4 separate regions of the Mus musculus genome follow, and all the other regions are linked to region 1. A link is a contact called in public Hi-C and promoter capture Hi-C data. All regions are on one chromosome and are shown on one strand. The core of a region is the stretch at or near the end of the contact, and the rest is flanking DNA. Distances in the headings are between cores, read along the strand shown. Region 1 holds the start of Hgsnat (heparan-alpha-glucosaminide N-acetyltransferase). Region 2 holds the start of Brf2 (BRF2, RNA polymerase III transcription initiation factor 50kDa subunit). Region 3 holds the start of Plpbp (pyridoxal phosphate binding protein). Region 4 holds the start of Erlin2 (ER lipid raft associated 2).

Region 1 (3,094 bases), core at 213-2,712:
TTTCCTAAACCTAGGTATTCTTAGGGGTTTTGTTTGCTTGTTTATTTGTTTGATCTGTCATAATTTTCTTTTTCATTCCTCCTGTTAATTTTTTAAAATGTGTTTGGGTGCCTGGCCTGCATGTATGTATGTATGTATGTATGTATGTATGCATACCACATGAGTGCCTGGTACCCAAAGAAGCCAGAAGATGGCATCAGAACCCCTAGAACTTGAGTCATATGTGGTTGTGCCCTGACATGGGTAGGTGGTATCAAAGGGCAGCCAATTCTCTTAAGCTGGAGTCATCTATCCAGGCTACCTACCGTTCATTCTTGACAGTCTTCCTTTTCCAGTGAGAGTAACTCCCTGTGCAACTACTCTTCACCCTATACAACAGCATCCTTTCCTGGACAGAATGGCTGGATTTCTACTTCTTAGTCTTTAGTAGTATGTTTTACGCTTAGATTTGCCATGTGGGTTTTAGGCTCAGAAAGAGCTTGACATTGTTACTATATAATTTGGGAGCATGTAGAGTCCCTCAGGCCTAGCTGAACGTCAGAATTGCCCCCCCAGGAAGCTTCAAATAAGAGCAGCAGTGAAAAGTTCAAACACCCTGGCCAGACCCCAAACTCAGCAGGATTTTCTTTTAACTCTCTCCTCCCAAGGACGGGTTGTAATTGCAAATTGTAACTCACACCGTTCTTCGTGCTTTTTGCATTGTTTCAATGTCTTTTTTAAAGTTTGGAAGCTGAAGGGGTGTTCAACACAGGCACCACATTCCAATTTCTATACAGAAAAGGGGATGAGATGGATAGGAAAAAGGCAGGTGACATACCTTGCCAGGTGACAGGCCCTATCCCAAACAATGCATAAAGGTAAGGGGTGGGGGTTTGGGGTAGAAGTGGGTGTTCACTTGCCTCAGTCCTCGACCCAAACTATCCTCTCGATAGGAGTTTGTGAAATGGAGTTGCGGGACCCTATGAACCTTCAGACCTGAGTCAAGAGAAGTCCCAGAATTCCTATTTTTTCACCCTTCCCCCTGGTGAATTCGGAGACGGACAGAGCACCCAGCCCCAAGGTCCTTCAACTGAACCTGGGAAGCCAGACCCGGGTCGCGGCTCCTGCGACGCCGGCACTGCGGTCCACCCCAGCGTGGACCGGGCGCGACGCTCAAGTCCTGCGCCCCGCGGGCCGTGGGGAGGTCCGGGGCAGGCCCACGCACGGTCCCCGCTACCCCTAGCCGTGGGGGCCGCTCGCTCACCTGGCTCCGCCCGGCGGCCGGGGGCCAGCAGCGTGGCGCTCAGCACCGACCCGGCCAGCAGCAGCGCTGCCAGCGCCGGGCCCGCGCCCATGCCTCCCACAGCCTCTCTCCGGGAGTTGCGCTCTGTCCCCGCAGCCGAGCTGCGCTCTTCTGCCCGGCGCCTGCGCGAGCTCGACCCGCCCGTCATCGCCCGCTCCCGTGGCGTCACCGCTCCTGTCCCGCAGGGGATGGCGGGGAGAGGGCGGGGCCGCTCCCTCCTAGGCACGCCCCGCGGAAGCTTCCTAAGCCCCGCCCAGCTGGGAAAGCATGCGTCCAGCTAGTGTCCACCATAGGAGGGCAGCCAGGCTGTTTTCTACCCTCTGCACAGTGTTTCTGTCCCATCGGGAGAAAACCGCAAAAGAGTGGTCTTTGCTTTCCCAGTCATCCACTCCCTCACCATTCCCTGAACGTTCTAAATTCTTGCATCTTAGCCTTTCAACGTACAGATACGTGTTACTCACCTTCTAGGAGAGTCCTTAGTAAAAATGACTACAGAGCTTCCCCCTTACACGCACAAACTCTGGGCGTTCACTACCTAGAGTGAATGATACACCCCTTAAAAGGTCTCCTGTTTCTGGCCTTGCACAGGTTGCTGCCAGTCTGTGGAAGTTTAAGGTGTCCAGGGATGAGGACCTTATAAACCACACTGCTGTCTGTATTCCGGGAGAAACCATCACACGCGAAAGAGGGCAGGCATGATGTTTGTAATAAAATTGTAGTTGCAAAATCGTGTGGGCAATCTGAATGGCCGTCAACGAGACAGCATCGCGCCATGCAGCAGTGGAAATGAACAACAGATCTTCCCATTTCCACCTGTGAGAGGCTTCCATAGGATGATGAAGGGGAAACTGGTTGCACTTAGCTTTGTAATGAGTTTATTTACTTTTTTTGATGGACTCATTTACAAATTCAACTATGCAAAGAAACATACCAGCAACCTCATTTAAAGAATCACATTCTTTTGTTACTAAACACAACAGTGGTCAAAATTATAACGTATAGAATGGATCCCAAGATTTAATGGAAAAAAGAAAAAACAAAACAAAACACCCTGTGCTGAAAAGTTTCAGGTTCCAATGTCACTGAATCCAGTTCTGAACATGTTTCTTAATATTTCTTTGTAATGGATCCCCAGACTGGAGCACAACTGCCTTAGTGAAAGACCCATTCATGTTCTATAATCAGCATATAAAATGTAGCACCCACCAAAACTAAAACAAAGGCCTAAATCCATCAAAACCCATAGTTCTGGGAAAGTCTCTAAAGATAATAACCTTGGTTTTGGCTTTTGGCTAACTGTTCTTTTTAACTAGAGTATTGCAACACAGGGTATAGTGTTGTGCTAAAGAGTTCACCAGCTAATAAGGACTTCCTATTGGCTTAAACCCATATCCAAGTAGTCTTCTCTGGTGGACTCCCCCACAATATGTTAGAAATATGTTCTGGGTCACAAAGAAAGAGACCATCACTGCACCCGAAGTGTCTGGACAAGGCAAACTACTTTCCTCTCGATCAAGGGTGTGCTCTGTGTGTCACACTTAAACACAGCGAGATAGAAATGAATCTGGTTTTTATTATAGCTCAGGGAGTGGCTAGAGCCCGACTTCACAATCTTATCCATTTAGCTAGTCTGAAAAAGACTGGCCCACAGGAAATGAAGGAGGAAGAGGAAAGGTCTCGCTGTACTCAAGAAAAAAGAGTCACTGCTCCAGGCTGTTAAATTCCTAAAATAAGTGCAGTGGGCCTTTATGGAATCCAAAGGGTTTACTGGGTAGGGAGGATTAAAACATTCTCATAAAAGTCTTACAAGGT
Region 2 (3,094 bases), core at 158-2,657, 1.2 Mb after region 1:
TAGACGACCTGGGGTTTGCTTCCCAGCATCCACAGGGCTGCTCACGACCATCTATAACTGCAATTCCAGATGATCCAACCCCCTCTTCTAACTCCATGGGCACCAGGCATGCACATGCTGCACACACACACATACATGCAGTAAGAACACCCATACACATAATATCAAAACATTAAACAGTGACATAAATAAAAGCAAAGCTGAAATTTAAGGGGGAAAAAAGTTTGATTCTCACCTCGTTGCTGGCAGCGACTAACTTGTTCGTTTTCCCCAGTGCTTCGAGAATATGTCACTTCTGTAAAATAGCAAACAACAAATTACCCAGCTGGCCTTCGTTCACCTCCTCCTTGCCCTCTGACTGCATAAGGCCAGGGAGATTTCAAATGACTGTGTATCTACTTCTACCTCAGAGAAGATACCCATCTATGTAAAAGTAATAGGACAGAACTGTATTTTTAAAAGCTGCACTGGCAATTCTGATTTTCCAATAATTTCTCTGATACATTCACTTTTGAGGGCTGCATTAGCCAAGGGCTAGAGCAGTGGTTCTCAACCTTCCTAATGCTGCCACCCTTTAATACAGTTCCTCACGTTGTGGTGACCCCCAACCTTAACATTATTTTCGTTGCTACTTCATAACTGTAATTTTGTAATGGTTACACGAAGATTGCATTAGCTACAGAAAAAAAAGAGAATTATGAATTGCATTATGAATCATAATGTAAACCGCCTATATGCAGGATGGTCTTAGGGGACTCCTGTGAAAGATTCTGTGGACACCACGGCGGTCACCACCCACCGGTTGAGAACCGCTGTACTAGAGCAATGGCGTGGAACGCAGAGGAGAGCAAGTTGCCAATTAGTGCTAAAACCTGCTAGGAGATGATGGTTCGTGTTGTTATTTTCAAATAATTTACCGGCACTCCTTCAACACTGACTAGGTCTGACAAGACGAATGAAACCTTTATCGTTTCGTTCATTCACCAACCAATATACCCACCCAATGCCAGACACCGTTGTAGGTACTGGGAAATCAGATGGATCGCACCCTCCTCCAGCTCATCTGTTTACTTAAGCCCAATTCTCTCACATTTAACTGTGCGCATGGCCAAGAAAGGGAGGAGGCTGGAAAGAGGGAGCTGGGTTTAAGGACTCCACCGCCCAAGGCTGGCGATCCCCGGGTTCAAGACCAGTACCCCTGAAGTTGCCCTCGTCGCTAAAGGTGGTAGTTAGGACCCCTTCGGTGACCACGCAGCCGCAGTCGGAGCACACCAGCTGGCTCTGAGAATAATGCGAATCTTCCACGAGCTCGGAGGAGCCGCAATCCGGGCAGCGGCTTCCGTTCGGCATCTCGTCGGTCGGTCCAGGGCTGCGGTACCGCCGTCAGGCACAAACTCCCAGAGAACTTGTAACTGGGCAGCGGCAATAAAGTGGAGGGGCGCTTATTCCGGATGCACCATCCTCCTCCGGCCAGCTGGCCAATCGGCTGGCAGTTTGCTCCTCCCCTCGGCAGTACGCCACTTCCGATCCCTTCTGTGGACTCGGGTAGAAACCTGAGTTAGAAAGGGAGGTTCCTGGATTTAACTGTTTCTCAGGCTCTCTGGGTTTTTGTGGTTAGGCCACGTGGGGAGTTGACACAAACCACAGATGTGGAATTGTTGTCTGCAAAACACTATTTTTTAAAATATATTATCCAATTTATAATTTATTTTTTAGCCTATCATGCTTATGTAGCCCAGGCTGACCTAAAATACTGATCCTCCTGCCTCTGCCTACTACATGCTGGGATTACAGGCTTGTATTACCATGCCTGATTTAACTCCCTTCAAAAAAGTGGAACCAGTTTTTTCCTTTCTATGTAGTAAGGAACGTTAAGTTTGACCGTAGTAGAAAATAGATCACTCTGCAGTGAGAGAGCAGTAAATTGTGTTGTACTCTACGGACCTCCCCACACTAAGTTGCCGTCTCTCTTTCAAAGTCTCTCTTGTTGTTGTTGTTTTCCAACATATTTCTTTAATCCTAGCATTTAGGAGGTAGAGATTGAGCCAAGCCTGGTGTACATAATGAGTTCAGTCCAGTCAGAGCAACTTAATAAGAACATGTCTCTAAATAAATACAATAAGATGAACTAAAATCTTGAGTGGTAGATTTAAATATCTTCAGAGAATAGCATGAAAAACCATAGTTCTCTCCTCAAAGAGGATGTACAAGAGTTTATGCTAGAGCCAAAAAGGAGGACTTGAGCCCAGGAACAGATAGATACAAGTTTCTCCAAATAACACATAGAACTGTTAAGTGGTTACATGAAGATTGCATTAGATTTAGAACAAAGAGAGCCATATATCATACGATAGGGACCACTGGTAATAACATTACAGAATATGGGGAAACCCTTTCCATGGGTTTCAGATGCTATCTTCTGAATTGATGGAGGCTAGGAGTTGGTAAGAATGCATTTTAAATTGTCGGATTTTATTGTTGGTTTGATTTGGGTGTTTTGTTTTGTTTTGTACTTTAAGACAAGAGTCACTGTATATCTCTGGCTGTCTTGGAACTCATTATATATACCAGGATAGTCTTAAACTCACAGAAATCTGCCTCTCTCTACCTTCTGAGTGCTAGGATTAAAGACATTTGCTACTACATCTGGCCTTCAAACACACACATACACACACACACACACACACACACACCTCCTCTCTCCCCTTCAACTTTTGGCAAACTGGAAGCTACAGGCCGACTCAGACATGTTTAAAACCTTGAACTTTGAGCTATCCACGTGGCACGTGCCTTTAATTCTGACACTCAGAAGGCAGAGGCAGGCAGGTTTCTTTGAGTCCAAGGGCAATTTGATGTACAGAGTGAGTGCCTGGCCAGCTAGGGCTAGCTAGACCCTCTCTTAATTTTTTTTTAAGAGAGAAAAGGGGAAAACAATCTTGTATTGAACTTTAATATAACTCGCCTGTTGCCCCAGCACTTGGAAAGTAAAGGCAGGAAATCAAGAGTTAAAAGCAAGGGGCTGGAGAGATGCCTCAGGGGTTAAGAGCACTGACTGCTCTTCCAGAGGTCATGAGTTCAATTCCCAGAAACCACA
Region 3 (3,094 bases), core at 416-2,915, 1.1 Mb after region 1:
CCCCAGTCCTGCACAGGTGACCACAGCTGTCGCCGTTGGTAATGGGCACAGGAGATATAGCAGTTCACACTACACCTCCCTACTACCCTCTGGCTCTTAGTTTTGTTTTGTTTTTTTCCATATCCCCCCCCTCTTCCAAGAGGTTCTTTGAACCTTGAAGGAGGTAGCACAGATGCTCTGATAGGGTTCAATAGTCATTTATTTTGAGCACTTTGACCAGTTGTGACTCTGTTAATCATTATCCATTGTAACACAAACAGCTTCTTTATCCAAGGCTGAGGTCAGCACTAACCTGTGGATATAAATATTCTGAAGACAGTTTGCTGCCATGTCCATTTAGCAAAACAGTAGTAGTAGGTTCTGTGTGTGTTTATGTATATGTGCAGATAGGTAGGTAGGTAGGTAGGTAGGTAGGTAGGTAGATAGATAGATAGATAGATAGATAGATAGATAGATAGATAGATAGAGGCCCCACCCTAAATCTGTAGTATTTATAGGTCTCATTTTTACATCTGTGTACATATGTATGTATACATCCTTGTGCATGCGCACATGCTCAGACACCCTGGCATTCATGTGGAGATCTGCAGGAGTCTGCTTTCTCCTTCCACCATATGACTTTGGACAGCAAGCGCCTCTGACCCCTGACCTGTCTTATCACCTTCAATTTTTTGAAGCAGAGCATCTCTTTGACTTCACGTCCATCCCAGCCTTCACGAACCCTTTAAACTTGACCCACTTATTCCTGACTAGTACTTCCCAACTGCAGCTCCACAGCCAGCTTCTCATTAGGCTCACTCTGTAACAGCCTTCTGGGCCCTTTCAGGTTTTGGGGTTTTTTTCACTGTGGTGACAGCAGTATATGAAGAGGCATTTACCTTCAATATCATTACTCCTAAAGTCTGGGAATGGAGAGAGAGCACTTACTGCTCTTATAGAGGTTCAGAACCCAGCACCCATCTATCCACTCATCAGTTCCAGAGAGTTCTATGCCCTCCTCTGACCTCTGTGGCAGTTCACAGACTTAACGTTCAGGGGAAACACCCACACAACAAAAATATAAATAAAAATATTTAAATTAAAAGGGGGCTGGAGAGATGGATCAGTAGTCAAGTGCACCTGTTGCTCTTGCAAAGGACCAGAATTCTGTCCCCAGCACACATGATGGCTCACAACCATCAGGTCGAGATCCAAAACTCTCCTGGCCATGGCACCACAGATACGACGGTGCATGCACATACATACATGAGGACAAAACAAATCAACGCACATAAAATAAATATTTTAAAAAAGAAATAATAGCTGGGCAGTGGTGGCACACGCCTTTAGACCCAGCACTTGGGATTTCAAGGCCACCCTGATCTAGAGAATGAGTTCCAGGACAGCCAGGACACAGAGAAGCCCTGTCTCGAAAGAAATTTAAAAATGGGAAGGAGAGGGGAGGGAAGGGAAAGGAAAAGAAGAAAGGAAAAAGGAAAGGAACGGAACGGATGAATGAAAGTTACTTTAATGTCTTGGTTTATACCGGCCCGCCCAGCCCTTGAACTCCCTAGGAGGCTTTCAGTCCGGGTAACCTCCGCCTTCCCCAAGATGGCGCCCGCCTGGGTGGCCAACCTCCGCTGGGGAAGTGGCTGGATGGTGAGCGGCGATTGGACCTCTCAGGAAGGGGGCGGGACCGGAAGGTGGGCTCGGTGAGTCGCGGGTCCTCCGGGCATCCTCTTGGGAATGTTGAGAGGTGGCAGCATGACGGCGGAGCTGGGAGTCGGGTTCGCGCTGCGGGCCGTGAACGAGCGAGTCCAGCAGAGTGTGGCGCGGCGGCCGCGGGTGAGGACCGGCGGAAGGGCACTGGGGAGGGCTGGAAGGGGGACACCTACGTGGGACGAGGTGTCACGGTGACGCAGAAGGGGCTCCCGGAGGGGCGGGGGCTGCAGAGGGGATCGCTGGGTTTCCATGGCGGTCGGTCTGGCCTTGAGGATCGGGACTTGCCGGGAGGTTGGCTTGGTTGGAGAAAGGTGTTCATTTAGGGCAAGTGACTCGTATCCAGGCGTCTCGCCATTCGTCATTGCCCTCGGTACCACCACGCCATTCGTCACCACGGTACTAGAGCCCTGGGAGGGCCGTGTCCACCCGCGATCACGTGCGTTGCGGCGGCCGCGAGCCGTGGTCTAGCTGCGCGTGAACTTGACACACACAGAGCGGGCGGGAGCTGTCAGGTGCCCTGTCACAAGCGTTTGTTATTTTCGTATGGTTGTTATGTCCCCCATTGGACTTCTAGACCGGTGCCAGTATCTGCTTTTCTCCATGCAAATTAAGCTACGTTATGTGAAGTGAGACAGAAAAAAAAAAAAAATCAAACACCTTTCCTTTCTGATCTAGTGTTCATGGTCTGAGATTTCAAAATGATGCCTGAAAACCGAAGGCTGAATTAACATAGTCTTCTCTTACCTGATGTCTGGGCATGTCCAGTTAACTACTCTAGCCCTAGCTAGGGTTCCTCACAGGGGAAGGAAATTAAGAGAGCCTTGGGAGTTCCTACCACCTTCCTGGTACCGGAGTTCTCGGGATTTCCCTAATGCAGCCCGCCTCGGGAGTTAGGCCTGCTTGACCGATTTGTCTCTGGAAGCCTCCAGTTAGTTCATCATCACACTAGGAATTAGACACAGTCAGTCCCTCAGAAGGAGGCAGCAGGAGACCGTGTGGTAATTGATGTGACGTCTCCAAGTCCTTGAGAGCACTGTGGTTCTGTGACAGTCTCAGAAACGGTGGGGTAGACGTAAGGAAAGCAGGGAAACCCTTCATTTTATGTAATGGATGTGAGGAGACTTTGCGTGAATCTAATCCTGAACACTGAGTTGTGGGTGTCTCGTTGTCAACTCTGCTGACTGTTGGTTGATTCATAGACTGAACAAGGCAGTGTATGTCTTTATCTCAATTGAGCCTCTTCCAGGGTGAGTGGAAGCGTTATTAATAATTACATCAGGACCAAAATGAGTTTCTAAACTATTTACCTTCGTGTATCAGAAGCCAGAAGTGACCTCCCTGCTAAACAGGATGTTGCCTTCCCTTCATGAAGGATGCTGCTGGGTTTTGTTTT
Region 4 (3,094 bases), core at 223-2,722, 1.0 Mb after region 1:
ATGTAAGAATATGTAAGAGTTGTTTGTAAGGAGAAACAAACACTGAGACTCCAGATGACCTCAAACAGCTGTGGGAGGCTTTATTTATTGTCGGAGAGGTAGATTGTCTAGTTTGGACCACACTCTGACCAGGGCACAGGACCCAGTCACTCAGGAACCAGAGTCCAGGAGAAGGCAGGTCACATGCTTCAAGCCTCAGGTTTTGTAGCTAAGAATCGGGAAGTGGGAGGGGGATCTTTAGGGGCAGAATGGGGAGTTTGCTGGGTCCCTTAGACAAGCTGTTTTGAAACTACTTGGTCTGTTGTCTTCTTCTGCAGCCACTGGGTGTCTGGGATTGGGGGCAGCTGCTTTTCTTCTGCTGTCACCAAACATCTGGCTTCCCGGAACTTTGAATTCAGTTTCAGTGCCTTGGCTTTTGGGAGAAGACAAAGGGGTTCCTTTACTCTTCTTTTCCTGAGTCCTAAAATCGTCGGACATTGACCACTGGCCATCTACTGTACGGAAAAGCCTTTTCATGTACTAAAAGCAGGAGTTAAAGTGGGCACTTCCTGGCCTGCAAACAAAATGACTGCAGTGGCCGGTTTAGAAATTTCCTGCTAAAGAAGCAGATTGGGGATAGAGGACAGCCATAAAGCCCTTAGTTCCAGCCCCAGGACAAAACGGAGAAAAGGCCCAGTATGAATGTCCAAAGGTAACGCTATGGCAGGGTGAGGTCATGTGAGGGCTTTAGGCTAGGAAAAACGTTTTCTTCCTGGTCTGCTATACCCCCCCGGGGGGGGGGGGGTGCAGATGACAGACAAAAGCTCACCATGGCATGTGTTAAGCAAGACAGGAAGCCCGAACTATTAAGGAAATGCTAAGTTTTCAACAACTGCTGTTGACCTCAGCACTCACAGATTTCAGAATCCGTTCATTAAAAATCGGAACAATAATTCCTTGTTAATTACTTTATGTTGCTGTGGGGACCTCAAGGCCAAACAAAGCTCTCAGAAAAGTATAAAGGGCAACTCAGAGTAGGACTGTTGACTGGCGACGTCATAATCTGCACCTTTGAAAGTTTCCTTCGGCTAATGCAGCAGGAAAAGAAGCGAGCAGAAGGACAAGAACGCTGCATCGCATTGATCCCGGCTCCGGAAGAAGAAAAGAAATCCAGCTCGGACTTGAAGCGAAGGAGAATCTCTAGCAACCTCCGAAGCCAGCGCCTCGGAAGGTGATACCAGAGCCTTGGTGTCCGGAGCCCGCTCTGCCAGCCCTGGGCATCCTAAAACCCGCAAGCCTAGGTGCGCAGCCAGTGTGCCAGCTCGCGAGCGTCCCCTGGCGCCACCGCCGAACACTGCGGCTCGCAGCGCGAGGGGGCGGAGCGGCCGGACGAGCACAGGGGTGTGGTGTGGGCGGGGTCTTCTTTTTATTTATTTATTTTTTTTATTTTTTGCGCGCGCGCGGACTGATGGCGTCATCGAAGCGACTGGCCCGGAAGGAAGTAGGGTGCTGAGGGGTGTGGCGGTTTCTACGGTTGCACGGGGGTTCGGCTGTGTACGGAGCGCCTGGAGGGACAGCCTGGTACGCGGCCGCCGCCCCTCCGTGCACGCTCGGCATCGCTGAGGCTCGGGGGGTGGGCGCGGCTGGAGCTGACGTCCTGAGCCCCCTCAGCTCGCCCACCCGGGAGTCCAGTCCCCTGCCCACGGGTCCGAGCGGAAGCTCTCGGCCGTGTCTGCCTCGCGGAGGAGGGCGGGGAAAGGGCAAGAGGTGGCTTTGGGGTGGTAGTGAGGACATTTGCAGAGAGGACACTCCTGCTGCTCGGTAGCTGAAGGCCGCTACGGTAAAAAATAAGTAAATTAGTCAGACCTGAGAGGTGGACTCCGTGCCCTGTGCCCGGTGTGCACGTCCGTCACTGTAGTGTTTTCCAGATCCTTCAGGGTTCAGGAAATGAGTGTCTACATGTAACTCTGTGGCATCTGGGACCCTGGACATTTGGGGACATCCCACCCCACCCCACCCCACCCTCACTTCGGAGTAGTCCAGAGTCTCCAGCCTGAGACATTTCCAGTTTCCTATAACCATGGGGCTTGCGGGGGCAAAGGATATGGGAGAATGTGTTACAGTTTTACATAGAGATCTGTCCCGTTTAAGTCCAAAGGAACAACAGAGAAGGTGGAGGACAGATCAGAGAGAGAATCCTACGTCGGAACTCAGTTGCTTGCTCTTCTCTCTCTCCCTCCCTCCCTCTCTCTCTTCCCCCCCTCAGGGTCCTAAGGGAATGACTGGTGGTTTCCTTCGAAATGGCAGGCAATTAGAAGTAGGAGGCTCTGACCAGAAATACATAGCCACAGCTGCCTGTCATTTGACATCCTCTGTAATTTGGGCCAGCACCCTGCAGCTGCCTCTCTTCCTTACAAGTATAAATGGCTCTGTTGACAACATGTTAACGTGAAGGGGAGAGAAGGCTGTGTTTTGAACCTTGCCCAAATGGCACCAAATCTCTCTTAGGTATAGCTGTTTCTGGAGCTAATGCCCCCTTGCTTCAATGGGAATTATACTTCCACAGTTAAGGAACGGAATGTTGACTGAGAACAAGGACACAGTGAGTTGTAGATCTGGCAAGTAGTGTGTGTGTGTTACAGCAGGCTGCCCCAGAATCACTTTACGTGAGCTTCAGCTTGGTGGCTCTCCTGTACGTCAGGCTACACATTGTCCCATATCTTCTCTCTAGGATACAGGTTCACTGATGGCTCAGTTGGGAGCTGTTGTGGCCGTGGCTTCCAGTTTCTTTTGTGCATCTCTCTTCTCAGCTGTGCACAAGATAGAAGAGGGACATATTGGAGTATATTACAGGTAAGGCAGAGACAGATGGCTCCCTCACCGCTTATAAGGTGCACGCGTGTCTTTATTTAAGTCTATAAACTTAAAACTGCCTTTAGTATTTTAAGGTGCTGCTGATATGAATTTGTGGGTTTAAAAGCAAAATCTGAAGGAACCATTGCTCTTCCAAGATCATCTCTTGACATAGTTTTCTCTTTCATCACCTGAAGAATCTTGTCTCCACCCTGCAAGGCTGCTTCTCCAAAAGTTGGCACAGTCCCAGTGCTTGATGGCA

Evidence for each region. Promoter capture Hi-C pulls out the DNA fragments that hold promoters and counts their contacts. Hi-C and Micro-C count contacts between places; a contact is called where the count stands out from the background. Capture Hi-C pulls out chosen DNA fragments and counts their contacts.
Region 2: a contact with region 1 is called in a promoter capture Hi-C map of neutrophils, with 4 times the contacts expected there. The contact joins the promoter of Brf2 here to the promoter of Hgsnat in region 1. A contact is called at or near these places in 3 of 39 promoter capture datasets (liver, neutrophils and pre-B cells).
Region 3: a contact with region 1 is called in a Hi-C map of B cells, with 8 read pairs. The contact joins the promoter of Plpbp here to the promoter of Hgsnat in region 1. A contact is called at or near these places in 5 of 39 promoter capture datasets (3T3-L1-derived adipocytes, hematopoietic stem and progenitor cells, hippocampal neurons and 1 more), 1 of 484 Hi-C or Micro-C datasets (B cells), 2 of 115 datasets of contacts at active chromatin or transcription factors (embryonic stem cells and extraembryonic endoderm stem cells) and 1 of 9 other capture datasets (adipose tissue).
Region 4: a promoter capture Hi-C map of liver shows a contact between it and region 1, with 2.4 times the contacts expected there. The contact joins the promoter of Erlin2 here to the promoter of Hgsnat in region 1. A contact is called at or near these places in 13 of 39 promoter capture datasets (the 3T3-L1 cell line, 3T3-L1-derived adipocytes, the C10 cell line and 8 more), 1 of 15 datasets of contacts at CTCF or cohesin (large pre-B cells), 5 of 115 datasets of contacts at active chromatin or transcription factors (acute myeloid leukemia, astrocytes, bone marrow-derived macrophages and 2 more) and 3 of 9 other capture datasets (embryonic stem cells, liver and macrophages).

The regions. Positions count from the first base shown.
Region 1 is chr8:25,975,282-25,978,375 of GRCm38.p6, forward strand. Hgsnat (heparan-alpha-glucosaminide N-acetyltransferase) reads right to left here and starts at 1,463. Exons shown (of 18, transcript NM_029884.1): 1 at 1,244-1,463. The coding sequence starts at 1,430.
Region 2 is chr8:27,127,225-27,130,318 of GRCm38.p6, forward strand. It overlaps Brf2 (BRF2, RNA polymerase III transcription initiation factor 50kDa subunit), which reads right to left and starts at 1,408. Exons shown (of 4, transcript NM_025686.2): 1 at 1,197-1,408; 2 at 236-295. The coding sequence starts at 1,350.
Region 3 is chr8:27,040,890-27,043,983 of GRCm38.p6, forward strand. Plpbp (pyridoxal phosphate binding protein) reads left to right here and starts at 1,666. Exons shown (of 8, transcript NM_054057.4): 1 at 1,666-1,824. The coding sequence starts at 1,726.
Region 4 is chr8:27,022,347-27,025,440 of GRCm38.p6, forward strand. It overlaps Erlin2 (ER lipid raft associated 2), which reads left to right and starts at 1,473. Exons shown (of 12, transcript NM_153592.3): 1 at 1,473-1,560; 2 at 2,711-2,832. The coding sequence starts at 2,726.